Linked DNA regions of Callithrix jacchus: region 1 is linked to region 2. Evidence: chromatin contacts called from public Hi-C data. All regions are on one chromosome and are shown on one strand. Each heading gives the region's core, a stretch centred on a gene start, on an enhancer-like site or on the middle of the called end of the contact. The rest is flanking DNA. Distances are from core to core; before and after follow the strand shown.

What was found. A called contact is a pair of places that touch in the nucleus more often than the background predicts.
Region 1: a Hi-C map of skeletal muscle shows a contact between it and region 2, with 2.0 times the contacts expected there. The contact joins the enhancer-like site here to the promoter of ATP13A3 in region 2. A contact is called at or near these places in 3 of 3 Hi-C or Micro-C datasets (induced pluripotent stem cells and skeletal muscle).

Annotation. Positions count from the first base shown.
Region 1 is chr15:23,526,326-23,529,181 of calJac240_pri, forward strand. It overlaps TMEM44 (transmembrane protein 44), which reads right to left. Exons shown (of 11, transcript XM_078350542.1): 11 at 1,759-2,856. Among named protein-coding and RNA genes, the nearest start is that of TMEM44, 49 kb to the right of the region's middle. Within about 2 kb of position 1,371, at least 12 of the 16 cell types and tissues checked have an H3K27ac peak or open chromatin away from gene starts, as enhancers often do. A contact at or near this core is called in skeletal muscle, where this site is marked.
Region 2 is chr15:23,405,847-23,408,633 of calJac240_pri, forward strand. It overlaps ATP13A3 (ATPase 13A3), which reads right to left and starts at 1,508. Exons shown (of 33, transcript XM_054245503.2): 1 at 1,084-1,508; 2 at 304-347.

The DNA of each region.
Region 1 (2,856 bases), core at 121-2,620, 120 kb after region 2:
GGGTCACTGGGGCAAGTTACTCCCACTGCCCTCTTGGTCTCACGGCTAGAGACAAAGCTGCAACAGAGGCCCACTCCTACTAGGAGAAAGGCATTCTGATTGGCATCTCTTCACAGAGGCTCCAGTGTTCTGGAGCTTTGTATACAGGAGGAGTCTTGTTGAACAATGAAGCCAAACCTTGCTTCCAAAATTCCCAGTTTTGTGGTTCACTGTGCATGAAGAGGCTTGAGACTTACCCTTGAGACAAGCTGGGACCATGATGATCAAAACTAGTTTGTGAAGGGAGGTGGCTGGGCTGATGGGATCTAGGAAGAGAGATAATATCTGGCCCTTCGGTAGTTCGTGTTATTCAAAGTCAGCAAGGTTTTTGTTGTTTTTTGAGACATTCTTGTTGTATTGCCCAGGCTGGAGTGCAGTGGTGCATTCTCAGTTCACTGCAACCTCTGCCTATTAGGTTCAAGCAATTCTTGTGCCTCAGCCTCCCAAGCAGCTGGGGCTACAGGCGTGGCTATGAGGCTTGGCTAATTTTTTGTTTTTTTTTGAGATGGAGTCTCGCATTGTCTCCCAGGCTGGAGTGCAGTGGCTTGATCTCTGCTTACTGCAGCCTTCGCCTCCTGGGTTCAAGTGATTCTCCTGCCTCAGCCTCCCGAGTAGCTGGTATTACAGGAACCCCAACCACGCCTGGCTAATTTTTTGTATTTTTAGTAAAGATAGGGTTTCACCATGTCGGCCAGGCTGGTCTTGAACTCCTATCCTCAAGTGATCTGCCCACCTCAGCTTACCAAAATGCTGGGATTACAGGCGTCAGCCATGGTACCTGGCCAAGATCATTTGATGTTCTTGGGTGAATGGCCACTTTCACCTGGATCCAACCAATTTTTGGTGCCCCAGGGAGCATGATCCAGACTTGCCTCAAGATAGAGGGTGTGCTAAAGGCAAACTCCGGAAGTCATCCTATCCCCACACATTCTGCCTTTCTAAAGATAAGCTCTTCTGCTCTGCTGTTACCACTCAGTACTCTAGATTAAACCTCTTTCCGGTTCATTCTGTACCCATGACGACATTTCTGCTTCCTGGAATGTTGTAGCCTTAGGGATGAAAAGCTCACCAATCAGTTGTGCTGTACCTGAGGCAAGTCAGTCACCTTCCTGCTCTGCTAGCAGTTGGCCACAGAACCAAGCACTGACTCACCAGCCTCCACAGTCTGCTTCCTTTTCAGCCTCTGCCCACCCCCACAGCCCATCCTGCATCATCCATTCTGGCCATCTCAGATCCTTCCTGCTTTGCTCACTCCCACCTTTCCCTGCATCCAGCCCTCTGTACTTTCATCTGTTTGAACACTCTTTTCTCCCCACATCCTGGGCCTCCATTCAAATCTTCCTCTTCCCTGGAAGTACAGCTTCAGTGGTTAACATCACAAACTTTGACTTCAACAAAGGGACCAACACAGTTCAGATAAAGGGGATAACTAGGCGGCTTTAAGATCACTTGTAGTTCAGAGGTCACCCGGGCATTAGGATCCATGCAGAGACCTGCAGAGCCAACCTACTTCCCCAAAGCACCCCCTTCATGCTGCTGGAACTTGTGCTGCCTCTCAGGAGAAACGGGGCTGCTACAGCTGAGTCACCCAGGTGGCTGTGGGCCAGCCTGGAGCAGAACTGTGTTGCTTGGCATTTCTCCCAGTTCCTCTGGGGGCAGACTTCTGTAACTGTGCAGGGATTCATACTTACCATTGCACTCCACATGGAAACACTTTAATTTCTTTAGAAAGAATTTATTCACCCCAATGTTCACTCCCACCTTAGCCCCGTTCCCTGCGCCCTTCCCTCACTCATGGCAGTCTCCAAATCATCCCCAAATGGGATTGCTGTGCTTGAACACTTCTCATGATGCCTCTTATCCTCCACATGCATTTAGTTAGTTCCTGAAGCACACAGTTCCCTTGACCTGCAAACCCCACCTCAGCACACACCTTGCCAGGTTGGAGGAAGTCCTGGTACCCAGTGCAGTCTCCTTTGTTTTGCAGTGTCAGTGATCTCACAAACACTTGGCTGGCCACACAGTCATATCTATAACTTCCAGTAGATAACTTAAGTGGGTGACTGGGGGGCAGGAGGCAGGTCTTGGTTCTGGTGTGTGCCCCAGGCCCCCCAGCACAGGGCCCACCCCTTTCATCTGGCTCAGCCAGATCTTCCAGAATGGGCTCTGCTGAGATCCAAACATACTCGCTATTTGTGAGGTTAACTCATGGTTGGGTATAGTGGCTCACATCTATAATCCCAGCACTCTAGGAGGCCAAGGCAGGCGGATCACCTGAGGTCAGGAGATCAAGACCAGCCTGACCAACATGGAGAAACCCAGTCTCTACTAAAAATACAAAATTAGCTGGGTGTGGTGGTGCATGCCTATAATCCCAGCTACTTGGGAGGCTGAGGCAGGAGAATCACTTGAACCCGGGAGGCGGAGGTTGCGCGAGCCGAGATTGCACCATTGCACTCCAGCCTGGGAAACTCTGTCTCAAAAAAGAAAAAAGAAAAAGAAAAAAAAACTTCTTCCTGGAACTTAGCAGGTATTCAGTTTATGGCCGAATCTCAAGGGAATAAAGGGAAAAGCGGGTCCAATGTCCTTTGGATTATCTTTACAATGCAAGCGCTGTCTGTAAACTTGTAATCTTCAGAACAAATGCCGGCCCTGTCCAGGTCTGTCCACAGGACCCAAAGTCTTAGCTCCATTATGAGCTATGACATCCACCAGCCACACTCAGTGGCGGCTCCTGGTTCCTCACTTTCCAGGGCAGCTTCTGCAGCAGCTTCAGTTCCTGCCACGGAGTCAGTGCAGATTGATTCCCGCTGCATT
Region 2 (2,787 bases), core at 258-2,757:
GAAATCAAATCGAAACACTTTCATTTTAGCAAAGAATCTTTTAGAAGGACTGATTTTGCAATAATCTTTAAAGTCCCCGTATTTCCTGGATTTTTTAAATTCTAACTTCCTGCCTCATACATCTAAAATAGCTATGACATACTCAGGTATGTGCTGCTCATTTAGTTATAATCGTGTAGAGGAACACAAGTCTGTTTCTATGTGTACGACTCCATCCGAATTCATTTTGCCTAATATAACCACTAAATATAGCTCTAAGACACTGATGATTAAAAAACAGTTAATTATGTGAGTGATTCATACCTCCTATGTCCAAACACCAAGATTCAAGGATGTTTCTGTCAGATCTATGGGAAGAGGAAACAAGAAACACCTGTCACAAAGCTTTCCAAACTGGGAAGCCCCCTACTGAGTCACTGCCAATCCCAACCTGAGGCCCTCCCCTTCATCCCTACCCTTCACGTCCCCAAAACAGCCAGAGGTCACGCTTCCACCAGAACCCGACTTTGTGAAAGGAATGGAAAGAAAGGCCACAGAGTGGCCACGAAAGCACTGCCAGGAAAAAGGGCCCTGGGTTTTTCTAGTCCCCACTGCCACAGAGTCCGCGTGGGAGGCCTTAGGCAAGTCAGAAGTCACTTTTCCTCCATGGAACTCACTTATTTTATCTGTGAAATGAGGAGACGCCAAGGAGGTCCATATTCCACCGCTGAGGACGAGCTAGGGTCCCACAAAGACCCACCGAGGGCCCTGCCAGCCCCCTACCCCTTCTGCCCACAGGACCACCACCTCCCTCAGGACTTTCTGAAAGGGCCGACTACCAATCACCCCGCTCCTGGCCCCCAAGCTCCCCCCACACCACAGGCAGCGCGTCCACCCCCAGGCCTTCGGAACCACCGCGTGGGCTCCTGCCCGGCCTCACTTGTCCTCGACCCTCCAGGGTCTCAGCTCCTAGTCCCCGAGATGTCCATCTCCGGCCGGGGGAGGCTGGCCGCGACCTCAGCCGGCACCCGCCGCCCCGACCACACCGTTCGCCTCCTCAACCTCCCCCTTCGCCGCCGCCCACCCGCCCCTCGCCCCGCTCACCGGCCGCCGCCGCGCCGCCTCCTCCGCGGCCTCCCTTGCGGCCGGACTAGCTCCAAGAGCCGCGGGGGACCCGGCCGCCGCCGCCGCTGCCTTGCCTTGCCTCAGCCCAGCCCCATCGCCCTCGGCCAGCGCCGCGCGCTGCGGCTCAGGGTGAGGGAAGGAGGCGCCGCGGCGGGGCCGGGCAGGCCCTGGGACGTCCGCGTTCTCCTCCTCCTCCGCGCCCGCGGCGGCGCCGTGTAGCCGGGCAGGGCGAGAACAAGAGAGGGTGACGGGAGGCAGGCAGGGGGAGGGAGGGGGTCTGCACTCCGAAACGGCCCCCGACCGCCAGCGACGTCGCGAACCCCCCCTCCCCTCCGCGGCGGCGCCCGATCACGCTGCGAGGAGAGGCGACGGGCAGGCAGGGTGCGCGCGCGGGCTCGGGACTCCCGCGCCCGAAGTGAGGTCACGTGGTGGCTTCATCCCCGCGCCAAGAGCGGAGGGGCGCGGACGACGTCAGGAGGCGGGAAGGGGCGGGGTGAGCCCTAAGCCCCGCCCACCCCATCGTTTAGCCCCCTCGAGCTCCAAAGAAAGGAGCAGGTAAGGGGACGCCGTCCAAAAACGGTGGCTGTTAGGCTAATGGAAGGCGGCTCTTCTGCTGGGATGAAGTGGGACTGCAAATCCCACTCCATCTTCTTTGGACTGTGACAACATCATAGTCCAAACTCCCATTTTAAGAACAGGGAAACTGAGGCTCAGTGACTAGACAAACGTTGCCCAGAGTCATGGTCATGGAGGAAGCTTGTGCTAAATGGTGGAGAGGAGACCAGAGCCCAGCTCCCAATGCAAGGTTCGTTCACTCCTTTGGCCACCTCCGTCCCCGCCAAAATAAACAAACAAAAAACTGTCGTTCGGGTCTGACCACTGGCTCTACGCGCCAGCCCCGAGCGGAGGAGGGGAGGAGCGCACCCGAGAAAGCTCCGACGCACCCGCTGCTCGCCTCCGGCGGGAAGGCGCCTCTTCCGACTGTCCTGGGCGAATTAAATACTTCCCTTCGCAGAAGACTTATCTCGGGGTAGGGCCGCAGCCTGATTTCCAAATCGCGGGTTTGGTTTTCGCGGCGTCCCCTCCCCGACGCGCGCAGGGAGCGCGCCCGGCCACCTGCAGCCTTGGGCCGCGGCCATCTTTCCGCCTGGGGCCACCTGGCCCGCGTCCTTGGCGCCCGGCCCGCTTCGTGACTGTTCTCCTTGCCGCTACTTACAGAACTTAGCCGCCTTAGCGTCTTAAAGAAGGGGACAGCATGCACGCGGACCCTGTCCACCACACCTGGGGACACCTCGCCAGGAGCAGGGAGCATTTAGCCCGTGGACACTTATCAGGGCCGCCATCCCTGGTCCACGCATACGATGACATCTCACCTGAGGCAGCACATCAACCCGAGTCCGCGACACTGATAACACCTCCTGGGGCCAAGGAGCGCACCACAGCCACCCTTGGTCCCCTACATTGTGTGGGGCTGGCAGTTTTTTGGCATTTCTGACCGCCTCTTGGCACTGGACCACCGCCTCCAGTGCGCTGGACCTCGAGTTGGAGCCACAGCTTTCTCTTCCCAATCCGTGGCCTCGCCGTTTTGTTTCAAACCTCACTGTTTCAAACCTCACTGTTTCAAACCTCGTGGTGTTGAAATGATTAAATGAGTTATGGGGTGTGGTAGTGTTGGGCAAACCG